4 separate regions of the Sus scrofa genome follow, and regions 1, 2 and 3 are each linked to region 4. A link is a contact called in public HiChIP or PLAC-seq data. All regions are on one chromosome and are shown on one strand. Each heading gives the region's core, a stretch centred on a gene start, on an enhancer-like site or on the middle of the called end of the contact. The rest is flanking DNA. Distances are from core to core; before and after follow the strand shown.

Region 1 (2,776 bases), core at 52-2,551, 530 kb before region 4:
GCACAATTATTAAAATCTATTGAAGGCACAGGGTAGGCAGAAACTCCTGATAATGGGCACAACTCATACCAACCAAAAAACCAGAGGTCCCATGGGACTGTGGGTGAGTACTGAGGCCTGTGGGATTCAACCATCATTCAGCATTTACCCCATTTGATCCTCACTTGCATGTGGTCTGGACCAGGACTGCTAGGTTCCATTTTACAGACGGGAAAGTTGAGGCCCAGGAAAGCTAAAGAATTTATCCAAGATCACATTGCTGACAGCTTAGATTCCAACCCTAGTTTTCTAACCTCAGAATAAAGTGGTTGTTTTTTGTTAACAATGAACGATGAATTTGTTTTGAACCAATTCTAAATGTTTCCATGACTTCTTCTCTCACATCTTCACCCTTCACGCCATCACATGATAATGCTTCACATGAGAATTGAACAATTTAATATTTAAGGCGAGAGAATCCATTCACTTGAATCCTACCACCACTAACACTGCATTAAGTCATCTGCAAAAGCGGCCAGTGTTGTGGGCTGGCTGAGGGCTCCCCTCTCACTGTTAAGTCAGTGTTAAATTCTATGAGAAGTGACACCCTACAGTATGCCGAGCCTTTCAATGTTCCCAACCACGCTCTGACTGCATTATACAAAAGGCAAACACAGGGGCTGACCTCCTTTGATGCCAGATTCCCACTCTTACCATCTCTGATGGAAAGTGACCTGAGGAGGCCCTGCCTGAAATAAAGAGGGTTGGAGTCAGGCACCCCCGAAATCAGAGACTTTCCTCCCCAGGGATGGCTGTGTGCAGCCCTGAGAGCATGATTCTTGGATGCTGTTTCAGAAGGAACCACGAGCCATTTATTCTCAGTCTGAAATTGGCAGCCTTTACGTTTGGGGGAATTTTTAATAGGACTAACAGAGGAACCAACACTAGGGATTATTCTCTCAGTGTGGGGTTAGATGTGTAATGCATATGTTTGCCCTGAGGACCCTCAACCACATACTATAAAACTTTGTTAAAATGCTTTTCCCCTCAACTATTAACATTTTCCTGTGTACATTGTGTAGTTCTAAAGGGCCCAGCCAAAAGTTTATAAAGCTATGTTCCCCCACAGACCATTACTTTTGTGCTAATTAATTAGGGAAACCAATATCTCAGATATGAAATTCCAAGCTCCAGTTGCTCAGTTTGGCTGCAAATCTGTTTTCCTAATTATTGACTACTTTCTGCTACTTTAAGTCCACCACCTAAGCTCTTGGACAGAGCCGGCTTCAGGGAGCGGGGGAGGTCTCCAATGGCAACGCCGTCCACGTTGAACGGGGGAGTAGGAGGAAGGCCTTGCAGCTGTCGGAGTCACTGAGGATTTGGGAGGAAGTAAGAGGAAGAAAAAAAGGAGATTTGCAGGACAGACTTGGGAGAAAGACCGAGACCTTTTGACAAAATTTTGGTGAGGCATAATCCTCGAAAATTACTAAGGCACTGACATGCTTAAGGCAACACAGTCTTCAAAAGGTCTCTGTCAAGGAAGTACTGATTTAGACTCATCTAGAAAAATATCGGCATATGCATGGTTAGTGTGTTCTTCTGCCCTTGATTGGTTTCATTTCATTTCTGAATTCCTGGAGGGGGCTAAATTTTTATTTCTAATTTGGTAGGAATTTAGGCAGTTTTCCCATTGCTCCCAGTATTTCCGATTTACATTGCAAATCTAACTGTTTACCTTTGGGGATATATACATACACACACACATATACACATATATATGCATATACATGTTGGAGAGATTTTGAAATCTGCCTATGATGCGATTCAGTCACCTGTCCACTGCAGAAGACTGGATATAGCACAATGGGTAGTGATTTATGAAAAATAAAGTCATAGCATGTTTTTACCACACTAAGCTGAACGGTAATAAACCATTTAATTGCCATGTAAAAAACAAAGAGATATATATCAGTAAAACCACAGGGTCCATGTGAAAAAATAAATATAGGAGATATACGTATATTGTTTTCTGATTATACTGATTTTATAAAGAGAATAGGGAGAAGTTCCCATTGTGGCTCAGCAGAAATGAACCTGACTAGTATCCATGAGGATGCAGGTTCAATCCCTGGCCCTGCTCAGTGGTGATGCCATGAGCTGTGGTATAGGTCACAGACATGGTGGCAGGTAGGCAGCTACAGTTCCAATTTGACCTCTAGCCTCAGAACTTCCATATGCCTTAGGTGTGGCCCTAAAAAAAAGAGAGAGAAAGAACAGGAAAAATCACCTATGTTCCTTGAGTATAAACCATGATGCTGGTCCTGGACAGTATGCTCTGCATATGCTGTTTCAGTTGAGACTTTCTAACACCTCAAAAAATGTCTTTATCCCTAGGTGACAGTTGGGAAGTTCAGAGGTTACGTAATGTGACTAAGGTCAGCTTCTTAGAATATGGTAGAGACTAGACTGGAACTCAGCTCTGCCCAGAAAAAAAGCAAAGTTCTTCCTCCTAAAAACTGTTTCTTGGAAAAAATAGTTGCATAGCATACATATGCAGGCAGTTTGTCCTTCAAATTTTACTTTTAATTCTTCTTATGGATGTTGATGTCTAACACCCAAAGACTAGTTTCTGAGTACACACAAAAGCTTTCTTGTTAGGTGTTTTTACCCTAGTCACATGGGGAAGGCCATTCCTTAGCAGCAGCCAGGTCTTAGTCAGGGCTTAAGAGTTAAACAGGATTTCCTGGGGCAAAGAAGGAGAATAGAGGACAGAGTCAACCGCACCAGGAACCACAGC
Region 2 (2,874 bases), core at 153-2,652, 680 kb before region 4:
GATTATAAGATAGAGAACCATGCTGTAATAATAACCTATAAACTAGATATTCTATCAACTCTAAAGTATTGCTATGCTTTCCACATATTCTCAGGAGTGTTGATTCTCTACATTTTCAAATCTGAAAATATCCATTATTTACCATGTCTAGCAATGGCTGGAAAAATGTTCCTCAACCTCTATGGAGAACTAGTTCCTCTTCTAAAGGAATATTAACAATGATGGCTCCTCATCTCTATTACATCCTTGACCATTTTCACTTCCCAAAGTATACTGTTAGTAACATTTAATCTGAGTTCTGCATCTATTCAAGGTGTTTGCCAATCTGTCCATTTATTCTTGTTCTTCTAGCACTAGGCATATTTCCTAGTATAAAATATGTGCCCTGTTAATATTTATTGAAAAAATAATATATCTGGTGACCACTACATCTGGCTAAGCACAATGTCTGATTTAATTCTCACAATATCATGATATATGATTACTATTTCTAATTTACATATTAAGACATCAAAGTTGGAGGGTTTTTGCTTCTTTAAATTTCTATGCCATAATTGGCAGAGGTAGGAATTTAAGTCATGTTTGTTTGTCTCTATGATGTGTAGATAAATATTTAATAACCAGCTCTCTGAGAAGCAAAAGCTGTGATTAGTAGCACATGCCAATTTCCATGATGTAAATACTCACACTGTGGTCAGTTTTAACCTATTAAAGTAACATCAATGGGTTCACAACATTTAACAGCTTGCTCTTGCAAGCTGCTATAGTCTGGCTTCAGCACACCATTAATTTCAGTGTAAGTATAGAGTGCTTTCAAGTTAAGCTCAGGCTGCTGGACAGGCTGTTGGTCCTATCTCGGTAGCTGAGGATCTCACCAATAGCTAGAACACAGTCACCCCCTGTAACCTTTGGCTGTTATGACCTCTATATTCCAGACTATTTTGCAGCTGGTCATATCATGGACAAATCCACTCATCAGAAATGCTCTCCCTTCCCTAAAGAAACCCACTTCTGCTCTTAGGCATGAATTAAGCAGAACAGAAGATTTTAAGTAATCCCCAAATATGGCAGTCTTCTGACTTCCTGCCTTAAAATAAAAGGGGGAAAAAAGCATAACTATTTGTTTATCAAGGAGGACTTCTTTGAGGTGTTTAGTTGTTTTGTGACAGGAATGGCAGTTGATAAGTAGTATTCATGTCCAAATAACGATGTTATTATCTGAAGCTGCTTATTATTTGTGTCTTCAGGCAGAAAAAAAAAATTTTTTTAATCTCACTGAGTTCCTAAAGTTTTCTTGGGATTGAATCCCTAAAGTTTTCTTGGGATTGTCTGGACTCACTTGGAATGCTAGTGAAATCCACACAGGATGATTAGAGGGGAATCTTTCGGCACTCTTAAAAAACTCTCACATTATTTTCTCCCTTGGGAAGCTGCTCAAGAACATGTTGTATTGGGAGTGAAAAGCCGCTAGGTCAATGGAATCATTTCTTTGTGACTTGGGGATTTCTCAGAGCCAGAAATGTTATCCAAGCTTCATCCCTGTGACTGAGGAAAATTGCATCAGCTGCTCACAGGATACCAGATTTCAATATGACATCTATTTAAGCAATGCCCTGGATGGCAGATGTTGGATCTTAGTTACTGGATGCATGTGTGAGTGAGTGCATTGGAGCCTGGCTTGTTCTCTCTGGCTTGCTAACAAAAGTTTGAAAAATTATTTGGGAAAAGATAATGTCAGACTAACATGACTGTCAGGAAGAAAAGTTGCTACTTATGCATGCTTGTGAGTGTATACAAATTGGGTAAATACAGTTCTGTATGCATTGGCTAAAACTACACATGACGTGGATGAAAGAAGACAGAAAATAGGTGAAGTCTACAGGTTAAGGTCAAGAGACTTCATTTTTTCTGCTCTACTCTCTAACTCTATAACTTGGAAACATTACTTAGTTTTTCTTGTCCTTAATACTTTTGAGTAGAAACATGGGGTTTGAAATCTATACAATCATTTACTCCTTTTTTTTTTAATTCCTATATTTCAAGTGATAAAATTAAATAATGGTTTTATTGCCAAAGGTAGATTGAACAAAGCATATATCAAAGGGAATAAAAGATACCCCAATAATAATATTGAAAAAATAAGTTATTAAGATTTAAGAAAAGTCCCTGTGATTTTTTTTTTTTTTGCCTTTGACCAAGGCAATATCCACATACATCTGGACGAAGGTGAAAAAAAATATGCCAATCACCCAGATGGTACTAAGTGTTTGATATCTGTCATCTTACAGGCCAAACACCTGGATAATTGCATTCATTTTCACTCTTTAGCCAGATGTTTTGAAATCATAGAGGTATGGCTTAGATAAAAAGTAGATGCTTTTAATTCACAAGGCAGAATAAGGTGCAATAAGGGGTAAGAAGGAAAGAAAATGAGCAATTTTTGACCACCTACTTCTTGTCAGATATTTTCCTTCCTATTTTATATTTAATCTTTATAAGAAGACCATGAGGCATTATCCCCCACTTACAGGTCAGGAAATGGAAGCTCAGGAATTTAACTTATTTTTCAATGTTATATTTGTAATAAGTATTAAAGCTGGGACCCAAGTTTCTTTATGATGGAGAGAAGTATCAAAAATGAATACAATTAATTTATAGGTAATAAAATTAAGAGCTGAAGACAATAGAGTTGCCACATAAATAAATAAAAGAGAGTATACAGGCACATATAGAAACCGACCTGAACTATTGTTCATCTGAAAGACTTTTTAATACAATCCCATTAATAGGTATCTGTAGAAGGAGTAAGGAAAAACCAAGACAAGAGAATTGGTTCAGTATTTCATAGTTCTCCTGGTTGCACCATGTTTTTCT
Region 3 (2,945 bases), core at 193-2,692, 780 kb before region 4:
GTTTGAAATAAAATGATAGCACAGTGTAACTTCCTTTATTGGAAGCAGGGGCAGGGGGAAAGCATATAAAGTTACTTGGAGCAGAAAGGGTATTTTCATCTTATTACTTTCTCAGTGACCACACCCATTCCATTCCCTCACCTGGCTCAGCACCAGGCCCAGAGGGAGAGGTTTTAAATTTTTATTTTTTTAATTGAAAACGGATGCTGCACCTTGTTTTTCATGCCTGCATTTTTCATCAGAAAAAAAAAAAAAAGAACACCTAGCCAAGGATTAGTTTTCTACCTCTGCAACCTCATAAAACCGAGGAATCAAAACTTGGCATTCAGCTTTATAGATAGTCACACTGGAAAAATTGAGAAACTACCAAATAAGTTGACTGTCTGCCCAAGACTTCTTATTTCATGTGCCTGCCTCCTATATCAGCCCCTCATGCAGAGGTTTCCTTTGGCATTATACTTCCTGTATTGTCAGAAACAAAGCTACATTTAAAAGGTTAAGTCAAATAAACTCAGCTACAAAAGGGCTTATAAAATAATCATAGTCCTGAACAGCAAGGAAAGAAGACAGCCACTAAAACCATAAAGGGAATACTTTGTGGATGGCTGTGCTTTAAATAAGGTTCACATGAGCTCTGTAACATTAGATGCTTTTAAAATTCAGAGGACAAAGTACAGACATGTTTGTGCACTTCTCTTTCATTTGACAAGTCTTTTTGAATCGGGTCTGGACTACATACTTTCTGCTGCTTGTACACACACACACACACACACACACACACACACCACACACACACACACACACACACGCACACACACACGGCTGGAAAGTTGGCTTTGTTGTTTTGCCCTTTCGAGCTTGTGCACTATGGAGGGGCAAGAACAATTCTACCTCCCTCCTAAAGGCCAAAGCAGCACCAGATTCTAGCTAGATCTCTTCAGGCTCAGAATCAACCTCCACTTGAAAGACTGTCGCAGCAACTTACTAGAATCCTAGGAGGCTGCTTATCACAGACTGCCCTGCCCTCTGTGAGCATGAAGGCCTTTGGAAGGTAGTTCAGCGCACCTTTCTTTAAATTGTATTCTTATAGTTTAATTTAAAAGTCAGTGACTGCCTAGGTGAGTATAATCAACAAAGAGGCACTACTTTTCATTGTATTTTAAAATCTCAGTCCGCATCAACTCCAGAACCACCGTGTGCTCCTTTGCTCCAAACTGGGGGGCTTTGTTTCCAGGAGCACAGCAAATGGCCCTCCCACGACCCTCTCCTCCTGGTCCTTAGTTTACAATTGTTGGTAACCCCCTCAGCTAAAAAATGTTACTAAGAAAAATTCCACAGAAACCAAAAGAAAAGGGCCAGGCAGACTGTGCTTTTAAAGAGCTTTTCCAGACTGACTCTGCAGAGCTGTCTGCCGGGAGCGAGTTGCTGAGCTATTATGACTTGAATAGGTTTCAGCTCTAGGGATGTCCCCCAAGGTTAACTAGATAGTTCAGTTAAAAATAACATTAAATTCATTACCCTCCCCCTTACCCGAAAAGGTGGGGGGCGGGGCTCACATCCCAAGAACGTGAAGGATCTGGTTTAAAGTGACAAAAGCCAGGAGATTCAAAGTTAAAGGAGGTTAGAGGGGCTCCGTGGAGGGAGTTAAGGATGAAGTGCCAACTTTAACCCAGCATTACTATGCTTTTGTACCGTCTGAGGCAGGCTGTTTACACTATTTAAGGGGTCAGTATGGAGGAGGTTGTTTAAAAGAAAAAAAAATTTTTTAAAGTTAAGGTGGGGATGAAAAGTGCAATGTCTGAAACTTTAGATATAGCAGAGAAAAGCATTCAGTTCTCATGCACTTGGCAAAAAACTGTCCTCTGATGAATTGTGCCTGGGGTTTTCTGTGCTTAAATCCTTTTCCTTTTTATTTTTAACATTGTGTAGACACACAGAAATCCATTCTTCATTTTCATTGAAATCTTTTACTTTTAATTTAAAAAGAGATGCTCCAATGGAATAGCAGTTTGGGTAAAGTATTTGAAAGTCATAGCTTGTTGGACCACTAGATTACAACAGATGCAAAGATGTCATTAGAGGCTGTACATGGCCAATGGCTGAATTTAAATCAATATCACTTACTAAATTCAAGAAGGAAAGAGGCTGGTTCTCAACCTATGTCCATGGATTCCTTCAAGGTGTACCATTATTTCAACTGAGTCCTTTTCAAAGTAGTTATTTCAAGCTAAAATATGTTCAAGTTATAAAAGTTGCAAAGTGTTTACAATATTAAGCTACCTTGCTTCCATCATTTTTGTATAGAGATTCTTACAATCGAGTATAACATTTTAAAAAGTTTTAGAAGAAATATTATGTATTATATAGTGTCAGTTACATTCTCATGTAATATTAGGTAAGCCTTTCTTTTTTGTTTTTGTTTTTGTTTTTTACATTTTTAAAACAAGTGTACTTTTCAAGCAATTACCAATTAATTTTTTATCTCTATAAAAAGAAAATTTTCGTTTCTTCTTTGCCTCATTTGGATTCCAAGACACCTCATATGGACCTTTTAAACTCTTTAATCTTGTACTAAAACTTTTAAACCCTTTAATCTTATGCTAAAACTAAAATATCCTTATTTGCCAAACTGTTGTACTAAGGCCATATCATCAACAGAGCTTTGTGCTCAGACCATAGAGTTCCTTAGGGATAGACTTAACTTCAAGGTTTTATATAACCCTGTCTTTCTCAGTGCAAAGTTGATGGCACTGAACAACAATAGCAGAACTTTCACCTTAGGTACCTTTTTCTGTGTAGTTTTGATGGATTTCACAAAGCCATCCAGGGTTGTCATCTAATCTCTTAAGAGCACATTTTATATGGAGGCCAACTGGCTGAGGTCAGAGACCCAGTCTTGACGAGAGGAGAAAAGTTAACAGGCCTACCCATGTACTAGACCTCTG
Region 4 (2,823 bases), core at 168-2,667:
CCCCCTTACTATCCCCTCTGCCCCCCTCAACCCCTGCACGAATTGAAAATTTTATGCAGATCTCTTCCTTCTCTTCCATGATCTATTTAATCAAACTTTACTTTTCTGCTCAGATTGACTGGTTTTGAGTGGTTGCCTCAGACTTCTGGGTGACCAGATATCAGTCCATTCTGTAAGACAGACCCCCATGGGTAGCCTTTAGTGTCATTAGAGCCCCTGCTCCCTTCTACCCAGAACAGAATTCCCGCACGGCAGTTCTGATTTTAGAACCCAGTTTTTTGAAATAGTCAGAGATTGATAAATATTCTGGGGCATAAAAGAAATACAAAGTAAAAGATCAGGAGAGGGCACGTCTTTGAAAAAGGAAGCTTGGATCCTGTTTGAAAAAGGTAGTAGGAGAAGGGGAGTAAGGGCCAGGAGAGAGTGTGGGGGGATACCATCTCTCCCAGGCTGGCACGGGCTTGGCATACAGGGTGAATCCAAAGCAAATCGGCCTACCGGACACGGTGCCACATGCTTTTCTTGTGAGCCCAATGAATGCAAAGCTCCCTTAATCCACACCAAAATAAAAATGAAATGTAAGCCGGCCGGAGCCCGGACCCAGCGTGACCTCTTCCACCAAGCGGCAGTCCATCCTCCAACCTAGGTCTTGGCTGATTTCACCTAAAACATTCTCCCTCGTCCTGCCCCCAACCCCTCCCATATTCCTTTGACATATTTTTGCCACCCAAACAGCCTCCCCAAATGCCTCCTTTGGTGACATCACGGAGAGCCATGGGTTGCCTCTGGTATCCCATCTGTTCCTGCAGGCCTGGCCTCCTCTCCTCCAGGGCGAGATGCGATGCGAGTGTTGAGTGGAGGCTGGGTGGGGGCGGGGTGGGGATCGGGCCTTTGAAGCTGTTTTCTATCAGGCGCTGCAGCTGTCAGCGTTGGCTGCGGAAGCCACTGATTGTCCTTGTAGCTCCCGTTTGCCGGCGGTGCACTGTGCTTTTGGATATTAATTGGGCTTTCATTATGTGAACGTACCCAGAGGCTTTTGCAGTTGATTCCTATATCTATATTCATTCATAAAAAATGCCAATAAATAACAACTCTCTCAAAGCAGCTTTGAATGTTTTGAATAATGGGTTGGTTTACTTTTTTTCTCCCATTTCCCCCCACCCCTTATTTTTTTTCTTTTTCCCTATTACTGTGTAATTGATCACAGAATCTTTAGGACAATGGAAAAGCCCATTGGCTAAATCACCTTATTACAGTTCCATATAGTTGAAAAGAGGCTTAATGCTAAATTATCAGATCCCAGCTATTGTGGAAACCAAGAAAGAATAATGCTCCGAAATAACACGGTGGTGCCTCTGTGCTCTCATCCTCTCAGGAGCTGTTGGCACGCCTGCCATGGGAGAGCTCCATTGAGTCAGCAATCCCCTGAAATGAACAGTGGGGCCCAAATTCATGTAGGGAGTGAGTCTCTTTTATTTTGCCGTATATTCGAGGTTCTAAGATATTTTAGAGCCGGGGCTTTCAAAAAAAAAAAAAAAAAACAAAAAACAAAAAACAAAAACCTTATCTTACATTTGTGTTTAACTGTGGGAAAACTTAGGTTTTAGATTCAAAATGCCCTAAATTAATGTCGCAAACCCCTTTGACACGCAGAATTATCGTATATAGTCCCACATAAAGTAGAGATGAAAGCAGAAACTGCACATCCGTTTCATTTCACTGAAACTATTCGTAGGAATGAAGGATGTTCATTAAAAGTTAACAGTGACACAGCTGTACAGAACTCTCAGAGAAAATGTCATTGTCACGGGAGCCTGCCTGTGACGGAGTATCATGCTCCATAGCAGAATGTGAGGTTCCTGTGGTCTGTTGAGCTGTTAATGACATTGAAAACGAAGTGCCCCTCAAGAGTGTGGGGATACAGACGGATTTGGGAAGGCCATTGTTCTAGCCTGCAAGCCATAACTTTAACAAGAAGTGAATATAATTTTGTTTCCAAAAACTAGGTAGACTCAGAGATGCTAAGGAATCTCTTCTCGTTTCTGGGAAAAGGAGTGGACATCATTTCTTTATAGTAAACTCTGTGTGTCCAGTTCTCTCTCAGTGTCTGCCTGTCTTGTTCTTTCTGTCTCTCTTCCTCTTTAAATAGAAGGTGCATGGGTATTAGATGGGTAACAGTGGAAAGGCAAAACAAACCAGAAAAACCCACTGCCTACTCAAAGTGAACTTTAATAAGATTTCTACTGCCCTGTTCCACTGCATGTTGTTTCTGCAGTATTACATAATGGCTGTTTCTCATAGAATCGCTGAAAAAAACCCAAAGAGTGGGTAAACAACAGAGGCTTAGGTAAATATGCAAAGATAACACTATTCTTGCTATTAGATAAATTCTTCTTGAATTGCTTTGTGCAAATGTTCAGTGACGGCAATGGGAAATTTGGGTAGTAAAGATAATAAGTCAGTGCTAGTTTTGGAGAAAACAATCCATATTTCTCATTTCCAACAGATTTAAAAATAGCCAGTGTGGTATTTTTCTTTGTAATATGAAAAATGGGTAGAGAGTAAAAAACTTTTTTTTTTTCAAGATTTGAGAAAATCTTTACAAGTCTTTATCTCACCTGAGACTAAGAAGAGACTCAGAACCAATTTAGGAAAACCATTAAATACCTATTCAAGACTATATGAAGTAATGATTATACCTTAATACCAATATTCTCTTTCAGTGTAAGGGGAAAATAACAAGATAGCTAGCAAAATCATGTAAAATTGTTATCCAACTGAAGTGTTCTGCCGAAGTAGCTAGACACATGCATTTCTATTAAT

The links. HiChIP or PLAC-seq counts read pairs in DNA pulled down with a chosen protein or histone mark.
Region 1: an H3K27ac HiChIP or PLAC-seq map of skeletal muscle shows a contact between it and region 4, with 5 times the contacts expected there. The contact joins two enhancer-like sites. A contact is called at or near these places in 1 of 47 Hi-C or Micro-C datasets (fetal skeletal muscle) and 1 of 2 datasets of contacts at active chromatin or transcription factors (skeletal muscle).
Region 2: a contact with region 4 is called in an H3K27ac HiChIP or PLAC-seq map of skeletal muscle, with 9 times the contacts expected there. The contact joins two enhancer-like sites. A contact is called at or near these places in 1 of 47 Hi-C or Micro-C datasets (heart right ventricle) and 1 of 2 datasets of contacts at active chromatin or transcription factors (skeletal muscle).
Region 3: a contact with region 4 is called in an H3K27ac HiChIP or PLAC-seq map of skeletal muscle, with 7 times the contacts expected there. The contact joins two enhancer-like sites. A contact is called at or near these places in 1 of 47 Hi-C or Micro-C datasets (embryonic fibroblasts) and 1 of 2 datasets of contacts at active chromatin or transcription factors (skeletal muscle).

Annotation. Positions count from the first base shown.
Region 1 is chr1:208,633,321-208,636,096 of Sscrofa11.1, reverse strand. No RefSeq gene overlaps it. Among named protein-coding and RNA genes, the nearest start is that of NFIB, 450 kb to the right of the region's middle. Within about 2 kb of position 1,301, at least 6 of the 83 cell types and tissues checked have an H3K27ac peak or open chromatin away from gene starts, as enhancers often do. A contact at or near this core is called in fetal skeletal muscle and skeletal muscle, where this site is marked.
Region 2 is chr1:208,784,254-208,787,127 of Sscrofa11.1, reverse strand. No RefSeq gene overlaps it. Among named protein-coding and RNA genes, the nearest start is that of MPDZ, 400 kb to the left of the region's middle. Within about 2 kb of position 1,402, at least 7 of the 83 cell types and tissues checked have an H3K27ac peak or open chromatin away from gene starts, as enhancers often do. A contact at or near this core is called in skeletal muscle, where this site is marked.
Region 3 is chr1:208,883,013-208,885,957 of Sscrofa11.1, reverse strand. No RefSeq gene overlaps it. Among named protein-coding and RNA genes, the nearest start is that of MPDZ, 300 kb to the left of the region's middle. Within about 2 kb of position 1,442, at least 17 of the 83 cell types and tissues checked have an H3K27ac peak or open chromatin away from gene starts, as enhancers often do. A contact at or near this core is called in skeletal muscle, where this site is marked.
Region 4 is chr1:208,099,660-208,102,482 of Sscrofa11.1, reverse strand. No RefSeq gene overlaps it. Among named protein-coding and RNA genes, the nearest start is that of TRNAH-GUG, 41 kb to the right of the region's middle. Within about 2 kb of position 1,417, at least 12 of the 83 cell types and tissues checked have an H3K27ac peak or open chromatin away from gene starts, as enhancers often do. A contact at or near this core is called in fetal skeletal muscle and skeletal muscle, where this site is marked.